Regions from separate parts of the Mus musculus genome. Here regions 1 and 3 are each linked to region 2. A link is a contact called in public Hi-C data. All regions are on one chromosome and are shown on one strand. The core of a region is the stretch at or near the end of the contact, and the rest is flanking DNA. Distances in the headings are between cores, read along the strand shown. Region 1 overlaps Kirrel3 (kirre like nephrin family adhesion molecule 3). Region 2 overlaps Kirrel3 (kirre like nephrin family adhesion molecule 3). Region 3 overlaps Kirrel3 (kirre like nephrin family adhesion molecule 3).

Evidence for each region. Hi-C and Micro-C count contacts between places; a contact is called where the count stands out from the background.
Region 1: a Hi-C map of cerebellum shows a contact between it and region 2, with 2.4 times the contacts expected there. The contact joins two enhancer-like sites. A contact is called at or near these places in 6 of 484 Hi-C or Micro-C datasets (the HL-1 cell line, the N1E-115 cell line, cerebellar granule neurons and 3 more) and 1 of 115 datasets of contacts at active chromatin or transcription factors (the NIH/3T3 cell line).
Region 3: a Hi-C map of cerebellar granule neurons shows a contact between it and region 2, with 2.6 times the contacts expected there. The contact joins two enhancer-like sites. A contact is called at or near these places in 1 of 15 datasets of contacts at CTCF or cohesin (the NIH/3T3 cell line), 3 of 484 Hi-C or Micro-C datasets (cerebellar granule neurons, cerebral cortex and embryonic stem cells), 7 of 115 datasets of contacts at active chromatin or transcription factors (astrocytes, embryonic basal ganglia, neural progenitor cells and 3 more) and 1 of 9 other capture datasets (embryonic stem cells).

The regions. Positions count from the first base shown.
Region 1 is chr9:34,956,458-34,960,098 of GRCm38.p6, reverse strand. The region is part of intron 4 of Kirrel3 (kirre like nephrin family adhesion molecule 3); the gene reads right to left. It overlaps Kirrel3os (a long non-coding RNA gene), which reads left to right. Exons shown (of 16, transcript XR_003948304.1): 9 at 2,110-2,240. Among named protein-coding and RNA genes, the nearest start is that of Kirrel3os, 49 kb to the left of the region's middle. Within about 2 kb of position 1,823, at least 13 of the 459 cell types and tissues checked have an H3K27ac peak or open chromatin away from gene starts, as enhancers often do. A contact at or near this core is called in cerebellar granule neurons and cerebellum, where this site is marked.
Region 2 is chr9:34,747,433-34,751,092 of GRCm38.p6, reverse strand. All of the region lies in intron 1 of Kirrel3 (kirre like nephrin family adhesion molecule 3), which reads right to left. Among named protein-coding and RNA genes, the nearest start is that of Gm33561, 110 kb to the left of the region's middle. Within about 2 kb of position 1,777, at least 9 of the 459 cell types and tissues checked have an H3K27ac peak or open chromatin away from gene starts, as enhancers often do. A contact at or near this core is called in cerebellar granule neurons and cerebellum, where this site is marked.
Region 3 is chr9:34,556,999-34,560,798 of GRCm38.p6, reverse strand. The region is part of intron 1 of Kirrel3 (kirre like nephrin family adhesion molecule 3); the gene reads right to left. Among named protein-coding and RNA genes, the nearest start is that of Kirrel3, 70 kb to the right of the region's middle. Within about 2 kb of position 2,333, at least 74 of the 459 cell types and tissues checked have an H3K27ac peak or open chromatin away from gene starts, as enhancers often do. A contact at or near this core is called in cerebellar granule neurons, where this site is marked.

The DNA of each region.
Region 1 (3,641 bases), core at 574-3,073, 210 kb before region 2:
AAGTCCAAATCAGGTCCAGCCCTGCTTAGCTTCCAAAGTGAGATGAAATCTAGTGGGTGCAGGGTGGTGTGGCCACATACAGATGCTCAAATCCCAACGTTCAACGGAACAAAGTTTACAGATGAGGCATTTGGGAAGAAATCCGAGTTAGATGATATCATGAGAGCAGTAGTCAGTCTTCTCTCAATGGTGTTAGTGTCCCCAGTAGAAGAAGTGTTTTAGTTTGTGTTTGTCTGTGGTCATGCCCCAGGAAAGGACTAGTAGGGACCTAAAGCAAGTGCTCGGGAGAACCTAGCCTGACTGGTGCCCTGTTGGTAGAATGAAGACCAACTTCAGAACTGTGCAGAATAAATAATTAAGTCACCCACAGCTTGGTGTTTGTCCCAGCTGCCTGGACTAGCCAACATATTGATCTAGAGCAATCATTCTTAAATTTTAGGGGGTGAGAATGTAGAGCTGGTCTCAGAAATGTTTGCAAGCATTCTGAATTTTTGCATACCATTTAATGGAGCTGAAAGGCCCATGACAGAAACGTTGGCAACAAGCTGGGTTCCTTTCTTGAATATCAGCTCTGCATCTCCACACTGTCCTGGTCTCACTGACCATGGCAGCCTCTCCATAGGTCTCCCTCCATCCTCTTACAATCTGTTCCCAACCCAGTGTGTGTGTTTGTGTGTGTGTGTGTGTGTGTGTGTGGAGAGAGAGAGAGAGAGAGAGACAGAGACAGAGACAGAGACAGAGAAAGAGACAGACAGAGACAGAGAGAGGGGGAGAGAGACAGAGAGACACAGAGAGAGAGAGAGATCCTGTTTTCCCCTCTGTTAAGAATCCTTTTGCATCTCTGCTGCTTTCAAGACTGGGGTTGGGAGGTGGATTTGGCTCCAAGATTGACAACTAACTCCTTCCCTTCCACAAGCCTTTGCACAAAGGCTAAATTCCAAACAGGAGTCTGAATTGGCCAAATCAAATAGAGAAATTAAATTAATAATGAAAGTCTTTCCATAACAGCAGCCCTGAACTTAGATATCTTTACTGATGAATTCTAGTAACTAGAACCACTCCTTCATGAAATTTTCAAAAAAACCCAAAAAACCCCAAAAAAACAGAAGAGGGGAACTTTGCACTCATTCTACAAGACCAGTAAACACTCAGATTCTAAAGACAGATGAGGATATTACAGGAAAAAGGAGCTAGTGGCTGATGTCCATCATGAATATAGATGAAAACTACTCAACAAAGAGTTAGCAAACATAAGACGCACCACACAGTGACCAAATAGGATGCTCTCATCCTGATAATTGAAGGGTTGTTGGGCAATATCCAATTAATAGAGCACATTAGTAGAATAAGGAGCGAACTCCATATGATCATGTTAAGAAAGCAGAAAAGCACGTCACAGAATCTGACACTACTTAAGACAATGACTCTCAACGGAGTACTCATTAGTATAGAGTTATAATTTGCTAGGACAAACAAATTCTGGTGTCATGTTACACAGGGTGACCATGGTTAGCAATACTGTCATGCCCATTTTAATATAGCTAGACCAGGGGATACCAATGCTCTTGACACAAAGAGATTCTGAATATTTGAGGTGGTGGATATGCTAATTACCTTTGATCACTGTATAACATATGCATGTTTTGAAGCATCATATTGTACCCCACGAACATGCCCAGCTTTGTATGTCAGTTAAAAATTAAATAAAAAACCATCTCAACAAAGTAGGAACATATGGGCACTTCAACCTGCTTCCCAGCGTGGATGGAAACCATTCAGCTGGCATGACATAGTGTGGTGGGATGATTTTCTGTAATCTTGGAAACCAAGCCAGAGTGTCTGTTCTCACCACTTGCATTTAAGCATTGGACTGGAAGTTGTGGCTGGTACAATAAGGATGAAAGTCTGCAGAACAGGAAAGATTTAAGCAGTTTTTATGTGCATACAAGATGATTCTGTATGCAGAAAATCTTATAGAATTCAGAAAAAAAATCAGTTAGATTAAAAAAAAATAGTCAGCAAGGTCACAGGATCCAAGCTCCATGTACATAGGGCTTACAGGATGATGGTTCAACTAATGATTTTTTTCCTTTTTTCCGTTTGATGAAGGTGTGAAAGCAACTTGCATCCAGGGCAAACTGCGTTTTGAGTTGTCTTTTCCTGGGCTGGCGGATGTGGTTCCACACTCTCAAGAGGCTGGGCAGTGAGCCATAGTTTCCAAGCAGCCCATGTTAGTGAAGGTATGTGACTATTCCTCTACAATGCACCATGTGGCTAAGCGAGGATGTTTGGCAGCTCAGGCGTATTAAATGCATTTTTAGCAGATGAAGGGGTTTATTGACAAGTGACTCCATCTATACAAAACCAATTATATTTCTTTACTAGCAACGAACAATTTGAAAATGGGGTTAAGAAAATAATTCTATAACACCAAAAGGAACAGAATAATTAGGAAATGTTTGACAAAATGTTCTCTTGGATATCAAAATTCATGGATGCTCATGCCCATTATATGAAACGACATGATAGTCATGTATATCCTGTGTATACCCTCTGTAGGCCACTCACCATGCAATGTACATGCCACGTGGACACCCATTACACTGTATTATTTAGGGAATAAGGACAAGAAAAAAGCCTGTATACAGATGCAATAATTTCAGATACTTTTGTGGATGCAGAACTCTGAGAGGAAGACTTTGGCCTCAATTGATCCATCTGTAAAATGGGTTATCTCCAGTATCCTAGTGTCTGTGTGTCGGGGGAAGTGAGCAGAGAGTGACAGAAGTGGTGTGTTTGGGTTAGAGGAGAGCCAGCTTCTCTGGAGAAGGTGTATGGTTCTCACCCTTCTTTCTCATCACCACCATCACCAGATGCCATCTGTGTGATATCCTAGTCTTTCCTAACATATTTATATATGGGAAGACCTTTCTTTATATACACATTTGACCGCTTTGTGAAAAGGCAAATGTTTTGTCAGTCTTCTCAGGTTGTAGGGCTCAGCTGTTTATTCTTGTGAGAAGGGGGCAGCTGTGTGCGTGAGTTTTTTGGGCCTGTGAAAAACCTGCCCATATAGCCAGGGCAGCAGTCAAGCCATGAGAGATGTGGCAAGAAGAGAAGGAAGCAGCCATCAATGGGACTCAAGGGGATAGGAAGTTGATGTGACTGTCTAGCTTCCAGGTGCACTGAGGGACAGAACCTGCCAGGAAGGGCCCTTTAGTTACCTGGAACCTTTAGTGAACTGTCCAGGATAAAACTCTGGCTCTGTGGGCCCAGAGATGCTGTGAGGGTTCTGAAAGGCCTCTACAGCACCCAGTTGCTGGATGGAGTCCTAGCCACCATCCATGATTGCATGTGGGAGACAGGCAGTTGTGAGTCTGCACAGCATTTGGAGAGGGCCAGTTTCGATTCTGGCTCTTGAACTTTCTTCTGTGAGCTTAGGCATCGTAAAGGGCCTCTCTGGTGACACGGGCCTGCCTGATAGAGTTGGCAAGAGGGTGAGGGAATGCTCACATGTGAACTAATGGGGCTCTGGAAGGCATACAGAGGAACTAGCTGGAGTTGTCTTTGTTTTTTTCTCCACTCAGAACCAGCTGAGAGCCTGCCATTTCTGTGGACAGATGATGTGCCCAGTGGCGCAT
Region 2 (3,660 bases), core at 528-3,027:
AGAGCCAGTTCCAAGAGGCTGCACAGGCATGAACACTCCTCAGGGAAGGATGACTCACCACACCCATTGGTAGAAAAGCAAAGGAGGGGCTGCTTGAGGACATAGGTGGTGGCTCCTGGCCCTGCCTTCACTGCAGTTGTTCTTTAAGCAGACATAAGAGCAGAAAGCCATTGCAGTGTCAGAGGTGGGTCAGAGATCCCCAGAGGAACCCTGGAGGTCAAACGGGGAGAGAGGGCAGAAGGAGCTGGGTTCCATTTCAGCTTATCCTCACAAGAGATAAGCCCTGTGATTTACTGTATGATTTCATTTAGCCATCATGTGATTATCTGAAGTGGACATGGTGAGCTGATATGTAAGATAAAGAAGCTGAGAATTTGATAATAGCCAATGTTCCAAGTTTAGCAGGGGCAAGAGAGCTCCGGGTACAGCTAACTGCTGATCTCTCATGGAACTTCCTAGTCTCTGGGTTACTTCTTTTCTGTCGTAGAGGAAGGAGGTCAAAACAGCCTGAGATGTTAGTCCCAAACCTTCCCTCCACCCATAGACAGAGATCTGATAGATCTGATGCCTTTCCAACCAGCACCACTGTCACACTGTTATGTAAACACACACACACACACACACACACACACACACACACACAGAGAGAGAGAGAGAGAGAGAGAGAGAGTATAGGAGAAAAAGAAGATTGTGAAAAACCGGAAATGATTTGCAACTTAAATCCAAAAGGTTTAAATTGGTGTTTATACCCATTCTCCATGCATGTAAAGAGACTCACCAATCAGTCAGACAGAGATGCTTCTAGACCGAATCTGAGTCATCAATAGCTGTGCACAGACAGCTCTGCCCTCCAGAAGACAGCATATGATCGCCCCGGTATAGGAGCTGGAGAGCTGGAGTTGGAAAGATTCCAGGGAGAGACTGGGAGGAGGTGGAGAGGGCACAGGAGGAGCAGCCAAGAAGGATCTGGTATCTCATTCTGAAAGGTTGAATACAGTCTGGGGAAGGGTCTGTGCCACATGCCTGAGAGAGGAAAGACAAATTGGCATTCCTGAGAAGCTAATTTGGTACCAGCTGAGCTGGCAAGGGAGGGGGCCGTGAGAGGAGGGGAACTTGGGATGGGAGCCAAAGTGCTCCCTGGGACAGACGGAATGGGAAGCATCATGGTAAGTTGGAAAGATCTCCAAGTCCAGATTGGGATTGGTGTGGTCTTGGACCCGGTGCCCAGAGTTTGACTCTGGGAATGTCGCTGACAGCACTCAGTCTCTGCTCTCACATCTACCAAACAAAGGTAAAAACACCTTCCTCAAAGAATCATGATGAACAAGTAAGATAAGCAAGGCAGGTACCCAGCACTATGTGCACATAGTAGGTGCTTCTCTGGCAACAGAAAGAGCCTGCTTCTCCTCGGGACAAAGATACGCTTAGCATCAGACTTGCAGAGAGAAGAGAGAGGATGAACCAGAAGCCTTCTCACTGAGATCTCTTCCAGGGCCTGTCATGTGGTTTATGCACCAAAGGGGGATGGGGACAGACCCTAGTTTCATAGGCACTGTCCCAAACTTAGGGCAGCTATATATGGCTATGGAAGAAGAGCATTGTACAGTGCCTAAGCTTGTTTGGGGTCGCCAGCTATGTGTGGACGCTTGGGTTGGAAGAGAATTCTCAGGAAAGTTCTTCCTCGAGAATCTAGTCGGAGCTCCTCGGCATGGCATGAGCTTGGACAGCATGCTGTGGCTTTTCCTGTCCTAGCCTTTCCTTCTATTTTTAACACTACTGTATCAAGCCAAATTGCTCTGAGGGCGTTTTATTGTCCTCAAGTACCTGCTGTCACTTTGTCATCCATGCCAGTTTTCTTTGCCTGGAAACACCCTCTTCCCATTGGTCACCTCCTTGTTTGCGCTTGAGCACAGCAGATTCACCATTCCTGTCCCCATGCTTTAAACTTACTTTTCCCTCTGTCTTCCCATCCTACAGGAAGTTTCACCATTTTTCTTACTAAACCCCCAAGACCTTCTTCTGACACTTCTTGCCTTTATTTTCCCTTTCTGATTTTCTCTTCAGTGCTTCTGACTATTGGGTTGGCAAACTATGACCTGTGGACCAGACCCAGCCCACCCTTAGTTTTCACAAATAAAGTTTTATTGGAGCACAGTTATGTTTGTTTACTTATGTGTTTCAAGGGTTGTATTGTACTTCAAAGGCAATACTGAGAAGTTGCATCTGAGAAACATATGTCCTGTAAAGACTAGAATACATATTAATTTATCAGCCCTCTCCAGGAAAAGTTTGCTGATTCATGTTTTAGTTTATTGATTCTTTTTATTTATTTGTTTTTATCACCAGCACTAAAATGGAAGCTCTATCATGACAAGACTGTCCCCCTTACAAGAATAACATATGGATCATTTAGGAAATAAATATCTGTGGGGTGGATGAATGCTGAGAATTCTACCTGCTATTAAGGAGGAAGTTAAGTGTCACCCTTTGGTCCCGTACTTCTTGATCATCTGGCTCAGTGATCTTCAACCTGTGGGTCACGACCCCCTTGGAGTTGTCTTTCAGATATCCTCCTGCACATCAGATACTTATATTATAATTCACAACAGCAGCAAAATTACAATTATGAAGTAGCAATGAAATACTTTATGGTTGGGGATCACCACAACCTGAGGAACTATATTAAAGGGTCATAGCATTAGGAAGGTTGAGAGCTACTGCCCTAGCTAAATAGATCCCCCTACTTTCTATATTCACAATGTTTCAGTGTTCCTTTGTATTGCAGTGATTGCTACACAGACTCTCATTTCCCCCACTAGATGGCAAGCTCCAGGTGTCTCTGCTGTCGTGAAGATAGCCTTTGTCTCCCAGGACAGAGCTGGTCCTTCTCCCTGTACCTTTTATGGTCTTCTGGGTGCTCACATCATGAAGGGCTGTAATCTTTGGTATGTGCCAGAATCTTTAGATGATTAAGAGCCACATGGCCACGGCTAATGATTTAGTCATTGTGGTTGCCAGCACCTAGCTAAAGCCTGCAGCTCTGGCACCTAGTAGGTGTCTGTGAGCATAGATGATCTCTTCACAGAAACCTCCTTAGTCTGCCTGGTAAAGACTGGAAGCCAAAGGGACCAGCGTGGGGCTGGGAAAGCTAAGCTGAGAAGCAGAAGCCCTGCTATCTTACTCTGCACATAAAGTAGCCATGTGTTAAAGTCAGCTACTCTTCTTCCAACACAGCTGCTCAGCAGCATCATAAACCATCAGAAGCCAGTATCTTCCTTACCGGGGGTGGGGGGAGTACTTCCTGGACCCACCTCTCTTACACTTTTAAAACTAAAACCTTCTAGTGGATCCTAAGTAGAGCAAACAGAATGTTTTCTACGCCTCTGGATTGTGAGGTTTCGAGGGTAGCAGTTGTCTAATTCATTTATATTCCTGGTACCTAGCCCACGATTCTACCACAGATGCTTCATTAATTTTTGCTGAGTTACATAAATGACGAGATCTCAAAAGAGAAGGGAAGAAGGAAGGAGGGGAAGAGAAGGGGGGGGGGGAGGAAAGAGATTTTCACAAATGCTTGTTGGGCTTTGGAACTTGAGTAACAAGCTTAACCATCAACAAAATACCTCAAGAGAAGGTAAAAGCTATCTTTGTTTTCTCTCT
Region 3 (3,800 bases), core at 1,084-3,583, 190 kb after region 2:
CTCAGATGGATCACAGAAAGGGTCCTCGAGCAGCTGATGAGACGACTCCCATGCTCTCCTGATCTTGGTAGAAGCTCCTGGACTATACCAAGGTGACCCCTGTGACTTACTGTCAGCCTACCCGATGGGGTGCCAAACGCCACCTTGGCAGCCCGAGGGGACTATCAAACTCTCCAGCAAGCATCCCATTCTATGGTTGGGATGCTAGGCACAGCCAAGCCCCATGGAAACCTCTGCTATGCAGGCAGCTTCTGAATACTAAAGAGGGCCGGTAGGAAAGGAAATGAAAAGGAGAAAGATGTCTTGGTCAGAAGTTTTTCTAATCGCTATGGATTTTCCCTCGTTTTAGTGGATTTGAGAGAGGGTGTAGGGAAGGAAGGAGGAAAAAATCAAAAGCGGATTATTATCCTGAGTTGCTCTTCCTTTTCATCCTTAGCTGCGATGGCAGCTCCCTGCTTGCCCTATCTGCATGCTAAAGACTGGAGGGAAAGGCCTGCAAAGTATTGACAATTGAGCTGAGATTACAAGTTCCTTGCCTCTTGAAAGATAGAATCAATTAAAATGGAGCCTTCCACTCACCAAGTAAATTAGCTTCTAGAGAAAACATCTGCCCTTCCCTGTAGTGCCTGGAAAAATACTAAGGGGAGCTGAAGTGTGGCGATAGCTTCTTGCTGTAACATGTAGATTGCACGCGCAAGCACTGCATACACAGAAGCACACACATACACTCTGCATACCTGGCACAAAAAGGTGAGTCGCCAAACACCAGCAATCCAAGGACGTGCTCATATGTGTGCGCATACTGCCCATGTACCCACGCTTCACCCCACATTCCTTCCTATTTTGCACTGCTACATTTGAAATGTGTCAGGCTTCTAAGAGATCCTGCTGGGCTTGCAACTTCCTGTCCCTGTTTATCGTAAAAGGAATACATTTTAATAGATGAAAAAAAAAAAGAGTCTGCTTTAACCAATGCTCTTTGGGAATACAAGAAAATGTGGATATGACCTTTACTGAAGCCATCTAACCACAGAGTATAAAACAAACCAGAGACTCAAACCCTTCCCCACTTCCCTTGACATCTCCTGAGCTTCCAGCAACATCCATGTATGAGGCCAGCACTTTATCCACTTTTGTTCTCAAAATCTCAGAGGAGCTGTTCTTGGGATGTGTGACCTTGGAGAAAGCATCCTCTAAAAAAAAGACTGTCCAGGCTGGACTTCTAGCACTTTGATCCTCAACTCACACGGCAGGGGATGCTACATGGGGATCTGTAGTTTAAAATAGGTTTTGAGGAAGTCTGGAGGGCTTTTCCATTGATACACGGAGAATTGAGGCCAGGAAAGCAATAAGATAACTATTTGTTGAGTGGCCCCATGCTTCCTCTATGCTGGAGACAGGCTCAGGGATGGATCTCCCCAAGGGTTTCGGGGACTGAGGCGTGCAATGAGGCATGAGCCATCGATGTGTGCTGTGGTCAAGGTGTTTTTCAACAGAGCCCACAGAAGGGAGTGTCCCACTCTGCATAAAAATGTCAGTGACTCTGAGGATGGACAGAGGGTTGCTCAGCAGAGAAGTGGGCTGGATCCCAGTAGAGGGGCGACGAGTGACAACGGTTTGGACTTGCAGACCGCAGAAGCATTTCTTTCGCTGGACCACAAGCTTGTGAAGGGTGACCAGAAAAGAGGACAGAAAAGTTCCCGGAGGGATCTGATTTCCTAGGGCTTGAAATACTTCACAATTTGTCTTGTAGGCAACTGGGGGTGGGGTGTGGGGTGTGGGCAGTCCGTAGGCTGGGGAATGTCCTGATGTCGGCTGGGCTTTGGGAAGACTGCTCAGAAATCAGACACAGTGCCCTGAGTTCCTGCCTCCATGACAGCTCAGGAACTGTGGCCCAAAGGACAGAAAGCAAGAAAGTCCAGTGAAGGCAGTACTGGGAGGGGACAGAGGCCTGGGCTTCCTTTGCAGGATTCTTCATGCTCCAGGGAAGCTTTGAACAAAAGCCAAGGAAGCCAGAGTGGTACATGACCCAGTTCTGCAGCCAGAGAAACAGCATTTACGGAAGCTGTTGACACTCCAAGTCAGCCAAGCCCAAAGACCAAAATGCCTGGAGTCTCTGTGAGTCCCTACTCCCTGGAGAATCTGTCCACAGCATCCAGTCTCCCCTCAGTAGGCTACACGTTCGCCTAAGAGGGATTCCACATTGAACATAACTCAGCCCCAGGCAGTGGTCCTCCCTGCTTTCTTTTCATCCTGGAGTTTCAGAGTGGCTTAAGTAACAGCACGCGACACATACAAAGAAGCAAGATGAGGGCTTGTAATTGCATCAGAGGGCTGTGAGGGAGCCACCCCACCCCCACCCCAGCAACCCCTAAAAGAACTTGAGGGAAGAGGAGGGAGGGGTGTGCAATTTGTTCATTTCTTTCATTTTATGGAACGCTTCACTTTGCTTTCAGCATAATTATTGTTGTACTTTTTCCTGTTCCCCATTTGCCGCGTTAAAAAAAAGTCCTGTACTCCCCCTGCACACTTTTTCTTAATGCATTAAAATTAATAACTCGTAACAGTGACCTAATTTGCTTTGAGTACTGTAACTCAGGGGGTTTTGTTTTTGTTTTAGTTGTGTGGGTTTTTTTTTTTTTTTTTTAAACCTCCCTCCTAGATCTGCCAAACCCTTGACAGGTTACTGTGGCAACAGGCACAACTTGGTGAGTTCATGAATGAGCCTCTTTGTGCTCGCAAAGCCCTCTCCTCCGCCATTATTTGAGATGCGCATGTTTCTCCCTTGCCAAGGGAGCCCTGTGCTTGGTGTGTTGGAATGGGGCTGCTCTGAGCATGGTCCCTAAGACAACATCCAATGGCCACTACCCCTTGCCTGGCACCTGCCGCAAGCCTCCTCACCTTTTCTAATTCCACTCAGGTTCTGTGGCAAGAGCCCTTCCCTGCCTGCAAAGGTTCTCCATCTTAACATTTGCCTCTGTGGCTAATCTGCTTTTCTGGACTCCAGGTCTCCACCCTTCCCTACCAGGGCCTCAGATCTTACTTAACTAGGAAGTTGGCTGTGGATTAAAGCTGGTCACAGGCTTCTCTCTATCCCTTAGCCATCACGTCCATCTCACCTGTTGTCTTTCTCTGCAAGGCACTTCTTATCTTCTCCCTGTGCTCTTCCCTGCCCCATCTAGAACACTGCATACTATGGCAACCAGAAGTCACACCCCACCCCTGCATCAAGGCCCCTTCTTCCTCTTAGAACTACCTCAGAACCTTGCCCCAGACTATCAGGCTACTTAAGATCTGCAGACATGTAGTTTTGGCTTTACTGTAACCAACACCCTCTGCCTTTTCTCCTTGCTACCCTGACATTGCCACACTATGCCATGGATGTTTTTCTCCAAGCTTGGAATGATTTATTCCCTCTGCCCATCTCTGCTTCTGTATGTGGAAGTGTTCCAACAACCCTCAGAGCTTGGCCCATCATATAGCCTACATTGTCTCAGTTGTGTGAATACCTGCCTCCCAGGTTGTCAGCAAGCTCATGGAAGGAGAGGGATGCTTCTGGGTACTGCTATATCTCTGACACCTGGCATACAGCCTGCTTACAACTGTCTTTCTATATCATTCAGGATGTATGAATGAGTGAGTGAATGAATGGACTGGAATCCATTACTGACCTTTCCTTTATTCCCCTCCCTTCTTTGACATTTCGCTTACTCCCTCCTTTCTCCCCCTCCCCCTCTCCCTTCCTCCCTCTCCTTCTCCTCCTCCTCCTCCTCCCCCCCTCCTCCTCCTCCTCCTCCTCC